3 separate regions of the Mus musculus genome follow, and regions 2 and 3 are each linked to region 1. Evidence: chromatin contacts called from public HiChIP or PLAC-seq and capture Hi-C data. All regions are on one chromosome and are shown on one strand. Each heading gives the region's core, a stretch centred on a gene start, on an enhancer-like site or on the middle of the called end of the contact. The rest is flanking DNA. Distances are from core to core; before and after follow the strand shown. Region 1 has its middle 29 kb from the start of Gm34434. Region 2 has its middle 46 kb from the start of Selenof. Region 3 has its middle 30 kb from the start of Selenof.

Region 1 (2,852 bases), core at 234-2,733:
CCTCAGCACATGCCTATAGCCTTGTACTGGCATGTGCACAGAGTACAGCTGGGACAAAGGATGTAACACACAGCCCGGGGACCACACTGGTCCCTTATGGATGCTGACAAGGCCATTATCTCACGAGGTTTCATAAAGCAGCTTACCTATCCCCTGGTTTGGTTCACCTGAGGGTGTCTTGTGTCAGATCACCCATGTGCACAACCTACATGAGTGTTGCAAGTGTCCTCACGGGCCACAGTGAGCTCTAGCAAGTATCCCGTGTTCCCAGGCTTCACAACCTGGCTCTCCCCCAAAGGCTCAAATAACTACATACATACTGAGAAGCCGACCTGAGAACGTGCTGTTTCCACATACAGTTGAGGACCCCTGAGGTCTCATCCACAGAGCAGAGATGGGGCCTCCTAGCCTCATGTCACATTCATTGCCCTGGGTGGTCCAATGCCTGCTTCAAGTCTCTGACTTCTCTGGGTTACTGGAGGGCAGAATAATCAAAACTGAACAACTGATACTGACAGATACAGAATTTATCTGTGGCTAGCAAGATGGCTCATTGTGTAATGGTATTTGCCACCAAGCTTGATGTCTCTGGTTCAATTCCTGGGACCAGCATGGTGGAGAGACCCACTTTCTGAAATTTGACCTCTGACCTCCATAGGCATGCCATGGAGCACACACACACACACAGACACACACACACACAGACACACACACACGATGAATAAATAAAAAGCATTTTTAAATTTAATGCAAATAAAAAGTAATTAAATATAGAAACAGATCTTTAAGCCCTGGCTGTGATGCACCAGGAACCATTCCTTCCGCATGGATGCGTCAACGTTCCCTCTGCTGAGGACACGTTTCCTGATACCTTTCGGGGGTCTAGAAAGCAATGGACATGTAAAATTAACATCCGAGATGAACCTACACATCAAGAAGTCAATGTCAAATCACTCCATTCTTTGTCTCAATTACATCCAAGGTTGACTTGTGCTTGCCCTAACCCCAACTAAGTACTTTCCCCTCCAGGGTGCACGCCCAAGATGCAGTGTGTCCGTCCCCAGTCCAGTTCTGTTTTCAGAGCTACAGGCACCTTCTGAATGTAAGCAGTCTAACTACCCACTTCCACTGGGGGGGGGGGCACTGAGTCACTCCTCCCATGCTACCCAATCCTTCCAGCACCGGGCAGGACGGCTCTAAATGGTTGTGGTTTAGTAATTTGGGGGCTCATTTGCAAGGCAAATGCAAACTACCTAAAATTAGGGCTCAGTGGTGTAGAGCACTCACTGAAGGCTGCTTTTGTTTTGTTTGAAAACCACAGTCTTGCTTGACAAGATGTTATCACCAATCTGGCAGGAGAATCGGAGAATTGGATCTCTTTGTTCACTGTAGAAAATCTATTCCATTCTTCTGAGTGACAGGATCCTATGGGAAGAGACAATGGAGGCAGGTCGCTGGCCAGTTGCAGCGGAGAACAGGGCTGAGAGGGAAAGGGTTGGAAAAGAAAGCTACCCCCTGGGAGCTGGTGTCAACAATGGTGCAGCTCCCAGCAGGGATGCCTAGGGCTCCAATTCCTCTTAGAGAAGTATGCAGTAGTGTTTGGTCAACTTCAAACACAGCTTCTTTAGATCTTTATTTCAGATTCAACCTGAGTCTATTCCAACTTGGGGGGGGGGCATAGACGGGAGGGCCAGTAGGGTGGTTCAATTTAGTTTATTCTTGGCAAAACAGATCTTCCTGAGCCTCAGAGGTGGGGGTGGGGGGGAAGCAGCTTAGACAGATGTAAACAGACTCTAAGGCCCTTTGGACATCAAATAACACTAGCAAAGCAACGTTTAGATGAGTTAAGTGTAAATCAATCAGAAACATATGGACTACATTTCCCTGAAAATACACAGAGGTTTACAAATTGCAGGCACAGGGTGGGGTGGTGGTGGGTTGGCAAGACACAAGACTCATTTGCCAAACCTAGTGTTTGGAGAAGACTTAAAGAAAGCAGACTGACCCAGAGTGCCTTCAAGTCTGCCATCCCTGATGCTGGTCACATCCCACAGGACCACAAATATTTAAGGGCATGGGTTTTAAGAGATTTGCATGTTGGATAAACTTAACTGCTCGGAACATGCAGTGATTCCTTACCAGATAAATGTTCACGGAAAGGTGAAACTGTCAAGTACCGTGCTACAAAAGGTGAGGGCATCTGCCTGAGTCGGACTGAGCGGGCTTAAACAGAGTGGGACACACTGGGACACGCTGAGGTTCCATGCCTGCAGTTGTGGGTTCACCGAGGGTAGACCCTACTTTTCCCAGTATGGATCTCCCTCTCTCCCTCTCTCTCTCTCTCTCTCTCTCTCTCTCTCCCTCTCTCTCTCTCTCTCTCTCTCTCTCTCTCTCTCTCTCTCTCTCTCTGCACGAGGGGAAGATAGCATCTTGCACTCACTGGAGAGGAGAGGGGAGGGGAGGGGAGGGGAGGGGAGGGGAGGGGAGGGGAGGGGAGGGGAGGGGAGGGGAGGGGAGGGGAGGGGAGGGGAGGGGAGGGGAGGAAGAAAGAGGCCGGCCAGGAGCACAAGGGGAGAGAGGGGACAGAGTGGGGGAGCAAGAAGGCAAGAAAAGAGGAGAGAGGAGGGGGCTACTGAGTCAGGCATACCTGGCTGTTGCCAGGTAACTGTGGGGCGGAGCTTAGACAAAATGCTAACTGATGTGGCTTGTGGTTTAGGCTATGCTCTAAAGCAAAGAGTTTCCTCACCTCATTCTATCCCAAGGGGGTGGGGGGAACAACCTAGATGTAGTCGTCAGGAGTGGGCTGGTGTTTGAGAGAGAAAGGGTAGAGACGCGTGCAGATTTGAAAGGAA
Region 2 (2,852 bases), core at 178-2,677, 210 kb after region 1:
GTGCAGTATTCCTTGGATATGGGATTATCAACTTCCTGATGTGGGTTCTGGGAACTGAACCCAGGCCCTATGGAAAAGCATTCCGCCCTGAGCCATCTCTCCGGGCCCCATCAAGTGCTCCTGTAAATAGTTTTAGTGGCACGAAGCCACGTAACTTCTTTACACAGTGTCTAAGGCCGCTCTCAAGCCATAATGCGTTGGGTCCTCGCAGGAATGATCTGATATATTTATGATCCTGCCTTTTCCAGTAAAAGCTTGCCAGCCCCTGGCTCCAGGGCTCGGATGATGTCATCAGGATTCTCAAGCCATCCATTGACTACATACAGTCTTTCTCCCGGGTGACCTTGCTCTCAGCTTCTTTCAGTTCTGATATTCCTTCCTGCAAATAGCCTCAGTTGAAAGATCATTTCTTTTCTGGTAACTCTTTGAAAAGCCCTTGAAGTGACTCTCATTGGCTATTTGGATGAGATACTCATCCTTCGATTGATGATCAACAGGGAGGAGGAATTATCCCACACGGCTTGCTCTGAGTTATCTGTCTAGCCCTGGTGGGGTTGGGGCCAGCCACATCCAGGACACATGGAGAGAGAATGATGGAGTGACCCTCCCAAAGGCAAAACAACAACAACAGCAACTAGCATCTCCGGGATGAAACCTCTCCTCCACCTCAAGGCTGGACACAGTCTAATCTTGGACAGTTCTCAGGATGTGTTAATGAGACTTGTGTGTGTGTGTGTGATCTCAGACCCCAAGGCAGTCCTAGTAATGACAATGACCTGTTATTGATGAGTTTTGATGCCAGACTACAGTAAGCATTTAATTAGAATTATCTTATTTATTCTCCAGACAACTATAAACTAGGTGTTTTTAACTTCTACTTTACAAATGAGAGGTTTAATAAAGGCCTGCTCGGAGGAAGCGGGGTGCTAAACAGCAAGCAATGGTGCAGCTTTATTGCGATTATTGTTATTAGAACGGCAGCAGAAGTCGTTTGTATCTGACCAACCTGAAATCAAGTCCTGGCTCTGTTCTCAACCCTAGGATTCACAGCTAGACAGTAAGTTACAAAAAGAGAAGGATCATGTTTGTCCTCAACCCTGGTCTTGTCAGTATGTCCCCAGTAGGCACACAGTAAAACACCCTCACAAACTTATATTAATGAGTTACAATCTCTAAGCCTGAAATTTTAAATGTGAAATATGCAAAATACATACACACACATAACTCTGGAAGAGATTTCATGATAGAGCACACACCGAACACTTGGGTTGGTGCCGGGTGTTATTTGCTGGCCCTCAATAAGTGTCCAATAAGTAGCAACAATTGCAGCGATTTTTCGAATACTTAACCACACCCTGTAATGCACAGATTGGCTCATCTGATTCTCAAGCCCCTGCCTCCACACTACAAGTGAACTGAGTCTGTATTCTTCCTTTGTCCTGAGTACTGAGGGTGTGTCCCGCCCTCTCACCAGTGAATCCAACTCTTTCTATTAACTCCCAGGACTCTGAGGCATTTCATTCAAGTTCTGCGAAATGATGGCTTCTCCTTTTCTCTCCTGCATTATTGGAAGAAATAAAAGCATCTTTCTTCAAAAACACAATGAAGACTTTTCTCTCAGCCCTCCTTCTCTTTCCCCCATTATTTCCAGAGAGCAAGGTTGGGTTGTAGGAGGCTCTGTTGCCTGGCAGGAGGCTGTAATTCACAGAGAGCCAACAGCTGGAGCCAGCCAGGCCCTGGCCTCACCAGCCCTCCCTCCCTGCTCCAGTAGGCTCTTCTTTCCCAGAATTGCCTGCTGCCATCTGCTGGCCATATGATGTCACTGCACTGATATCTCCTAAGTGTCTGAAGGAGCCTTCTTTCGGCTTCCCAGTATCTTCAGGATCCTCTGGTAGACAGTGCTTTCAGGGGGCATCTGGTAGACAGACAGTGCTAGCAGGGAGGGCAACAGAGAGTTTCGAGGTAAGGTGCTTGGGCCAACATGGCTGGGAAGAAGAAACTCACAGCTCAAACGAGGGAAGCTCAAACCATGAATCCTCCTTCCCTCTGACAAACACGCTTTCTTGCTCAGAGCCACCTGTTTGTTATCCCCAACCCATCTCCCACCCAACAGCACCCTGTTATTCTCTCAGCCACACCAGTAGCTCAAATAAGCTGTATTGCCACAGCAATCATACTACTTAATTTTTTTTCAAATAGTTTCCTGTGGAAAAGTTACAAGAATAGTTACAAAGAATTGCCCTACATCCTTCTTCCAGCCAAGTCCACTTAAGATTTTCCGGTGGAATCGGCAGCTTTTTATAAGCAGAGGATTCAAGCCAGGATCACACATTTTTTCTGCTTCCCATGAGTCTCAACGTCTTCCTCATTTGGAACATTCCTGACTTCTGCTTCTATTTTAGACTTCGGGATAGATGCTGACATTGTAAGCAGTTCCAGCCAGAGCTGTAGAGTGCCTTCAGTCCGTCTGATGCTGGCTAGTCAGCTTATGCATTATCAGCTAACACGTTAACACGTTAACCAGTCATTTCACGGCACTGACTCTGGTGACCCACGCTGTTTCCTGTGGTATGGCTTTGGATCACTTTGATGTGATTGTCTGTGTGTATGTCTGTGAATGGCACCCTAGGAGGTCAGAGGAAGTTGTCAGTCCCCTGGAACTGGAGCTACACATGGTTGTGAGCCACTGTGTGGGTGCCTGGAATTGAACTTGGGTCATCTGGAAGAACAGCCGGTGCTCTTGACCACTGAGTCATCTCCTGGCCCCATCAGCTTGGTTTTTATAATACAGTGCAGGACTACCACGTGCCAGGGGAATGGTGTCTCAAACAGTGGGCTCTCCAACTTCAACT
Region 3 (2,852 bases), core at 171-2,670, 190 kb after region 1:
CTCTCTGAGTAGACGGGTGTGCATAGGCTGATAGACCTGAGGCCCTGTGCTCTCTGAGTAGACCTGTGTGCATAGGCTGATAGACGTGAGGCCCTGTGCTCTCAGAGTAGACGGGTGTGTGTGCATAGGCTGATAGATGTGAGGCCTGAGGCGCTTCTCACTGACACTGCAGAACACGGGAGTCAGCTGGGCTTCTAGGCAGTTTCACTGAAATGGAACTCCCTTAATAAAGTGCACCCATTACAGTGCACAATCCTGTGACCTCTTAACATGTTCAGAACTGCACAACCATGGGTGGATTGTCTGCATTTCAACACTCCAGAAGGAAATCCTGTCCCATTACCAGTCATTCCCCATGCCTGCTCCACCATCCACACACCACTCCAGTGTCCCATCAGGGTTCATCTGTGCAAGAACAGTCTTGTGTCTTTATAACCAGATAGAATCTGTATGTGCTCCACCATATACTGTTAGGTTCTGAGCGTGACGGGTTTTATTTTTCTTACGTAAGTATGAGAGTAGAAATGTGTTTGTCTCTATTACTGCTTGAGGCTATAACCCAGGGCTTTGCATATGCTAGGCAAGTCCCCTAACATCAAAATGTAACTCCAGCCTCCTGGCCTGATGTTGACTTGTTGAGGAAGTGTTAGCATTCCCAGTGTGGCTTGTTTCCATTTTGCATTCCCGGCTGGAAAGGCAGCAATTCCTGCATGTCCTGAGGTGGGGGAGGTGGGGGGTCTGTTTCAAGTCTGGGTTTCTCAGTGTAGCCCTGGCTGTTCGGAATCTCACTCCAGGCCAGGCTGGCCTTGAACTCAGAGATCCGCCTGCCTCACCTTCCAAGTTCTAAGACTTGCCTAGCTTCCAGGCATTTCTTGAAGGAAATACTCCTTATTGTATGGTCACAGCACCAGGACCCATGGTTGAGTTAAGACCTTCCTTCCCACTCTATGGTAAAGATGTAAAGATGGCTTTCTTTACATCTTGCGGTCCCCTTTTCTGCACTCTGTTCTTTTCCTTGACCCCAGCTTCAGTCGTGAGACTGCACGGATTGCATTCACTCTCTGCTCAGAGGCAACCTGTAAACAGCCCAAATCAAAGCACACAATTACGGTTAAAATAATAAAGTTAATAGAAGAAAAGTACAAAGGAGACAGATATGGCTGGGGATCTTTGAGAAGGTGGCAAACTGAAGCCTAAAAGAATAAACAAAAGCTGTCAAGAAAAAGTAAATGGAAAATACCCTCTGGTCAGCACAAACAAACAACCCCTCTGACCTGGGAGTAAGAGTGTGAGTGTGAGTGTGTGTGTGTGTGTGTGTGTGTGTGTGTGTGTGTGTGTGTGCATGCATGTGCATAAGTGGATGCTGGTACAGACCAGAGGTCACCTTTCCCCACCCCACCTTTTGTCCCTAACCTTTTGTTTATAGAAACAGAGCCTCACTTGCTGTGAACTGACTGGCCTGTGTAGCCCCTCACTGGGCTTGCAACCACACCACCACCACATCCAGGATTTTTGGGTTGTTTGGGTTTTTATTTTTTTGTTTCTGTTTTTGTTTGTTTGGCTGGGTTTGGTTTTGGGGTTTTTTTTCTGGTGTTTGGTTTGGTTTGGTTTTTAAGGTTACTTGGCATCCAGCTCAGGCCCCTGTGCTTGCCAGTGCTTTAACAACTGAGCAGTCTCCTCAGCCCAAGTCTAGCCTTTCCCATACCCTAAAGACGGTCACCATGTCTGACAGCCCAGAAAGAAAAGTGATGGGAAATGACCTTGGAGAGGAGGCAAAGGTGACGGTGCGTGCCATGGTAACAATTTAGCTGTATTCCAGTTCTCAAAACAAGAAGCCTTAAGTAAGGCAATGACAAAGCAAGTTCAGTATAAGGGTCATGGACAGGCAGCGGGTATCATCACTGCCGCTCAGTCATTGATCACTGAAGCTCAATCATTGATCACAGAAGCCTGGAAGGTAATCTCTTCAGTTAAGATCCTCAAATGTCCTGCACATCCTTTTTCCAATTTGCTTTTTAAAACTACTCAGTTTCCTTTGCAGGAAAACAAACCTAAGCATCAATGTTAAATTGAGTTTCCAGGGTTCATTTGTATAAGCGCAACCCTTGGAATACTTACTAGCTTGTGAAACAGGGAATTTCGCCTGTTCCCCCTCTTCCTTGGGCCCTCTGCTCTTTTGATAGGGTCTCCCTTTGTTGTTCAGGCGGGTTTTGAATTTCTGGGGTCAACTGATCTTTCTGCAACTGCCTCCTGAGTCACTCCAGACATTTGACATCTCACCAACATGAATCTCAAATCTAGATCTCCATAGAAGATCTGTAGCCCAGGCTGACCTAGAACTTGGAATCTCTCAGCCTCTTGGGTGCTGGTTACAAGCGTGCACCAGTCGTCTCATCTACCACCCAGCCAGTGTTCCGACCCAGGATCCCAGGTCATGTCTGATCTAAATCATGAACCCCTTTCTTTACCATCCCACATCTGAGATCTCTTCTGGCCGCACTGCATTCTGGTCCCTTTCTTCCTGGCTTGAGCATCTCCAAAATGGCTACAGCCCAGACTGAAGGGCTTTCCTGCCTCTCCCTGCCCAATGTGAGCTTATAAACAATGACTTGAATCCCTAGCCAAACCCTCTACAGCCAAGTTTCTGTTGCAGCAGCATCTTAGTTAGGGTTTCCATTGCTGTGAAGAAACACTGTTGAGGTTTGGTCTGTCGCTATGGATTGCAATGCTAAATTCTCTACCCAAAGGCTAATAAGTGAATTCTCACATTTACAAGATTTTGTTGTGCAAACCTTGTTCCTTGATCTAAAATTATTGGTTAAATAAAGTTGGCTATAGCCAATTACTGGAGG

What was found. HiChIP or PLAC-seq counts read pairs in DNA pulled down with a chosen protein or histone mark. Capture Hi-C pulls out chosen DNA fragments and counts their contacts.
Region 2: a capture Hi-C map of embryonic stem cells shows a contact between it and region 1, with 2.7 times the contacts expected there. The contact joins two enhancer-like sites. A contact is called at or near these places in 2 of 484 Hi-C or Micro-C datasets (CD4 T cells and embryonic stem cells), 3 of 115 datasets of contacts at active chromatin or transcription factors (bone marrow-derived macrophages and embryonic stem cells) and 1 of 9 other capture datasets (embryonic stem cells).
Region 3: an H3K27ac HiChIP or PLAC-seq map of embryonic stem cells shows a contact between it and region 1, with 13 read pairs. The contact joins two enhancer-like sites. A contact is called at or near these places in 1 of 484 Hi-C or Micro-C datasets (CD4 T cells), 2 of 115 datasets of contacts at active chromatin or transcription factors (both in embryonic stem cells) and 2 of 9 other capture datasets (liver and pancreatic islet).

The regions. Positions count from the first base shown.
Region 1 is chr3:144,409,963-144,412,814 of GRCm38.p6, forward strand. No RefSeq gene overlaps it. Among named protein-coding and RNA genes, the nearest start is that of Gm34434, 29 kb to the left of the region's middle. Within about 2 kb of position 1,484, at least 68 of the 459 cell types and tissues checked have an H3K27ac peak or open chromatin away from gene starts, as enhancers often do. A contact at or near this core is called in embryonic stem cells, where this site is marked.
Region 2 is chr3:144,615,429-144,618,280 of GRCm38.p6, forward strand. No RefSeq gene overlaps it. Among named protein-coding and RNA genes, the nearest start is that of Selenof, 46 kb to the left of the region's middle. Within about 2 kb of position 1,428, at least 69 of the 459 cell types and tissues checked have an H3K27ac peak or open chromatin away from gene starts, as enhancers often do. A contact at or near this core is called in embryonic stem cells, where this site is marked.
Region 3 is chr3:144,599,026-144,601,877 of GRCm38.p6, forward strand. No RefSeq gene overlaps it. Among named protein-coding and RNA genes, the nearest start is that of Selenof, 30 kb to the left of the region's middle. Within about 2 kb of position 1,421, at least 13 of the 459 cell types and tissues checked have an H3K27ac peak or open chromatin away from gene starts, as enhancers often do. A contact at or near this core is called in embryonic stem cells, where this site is marked.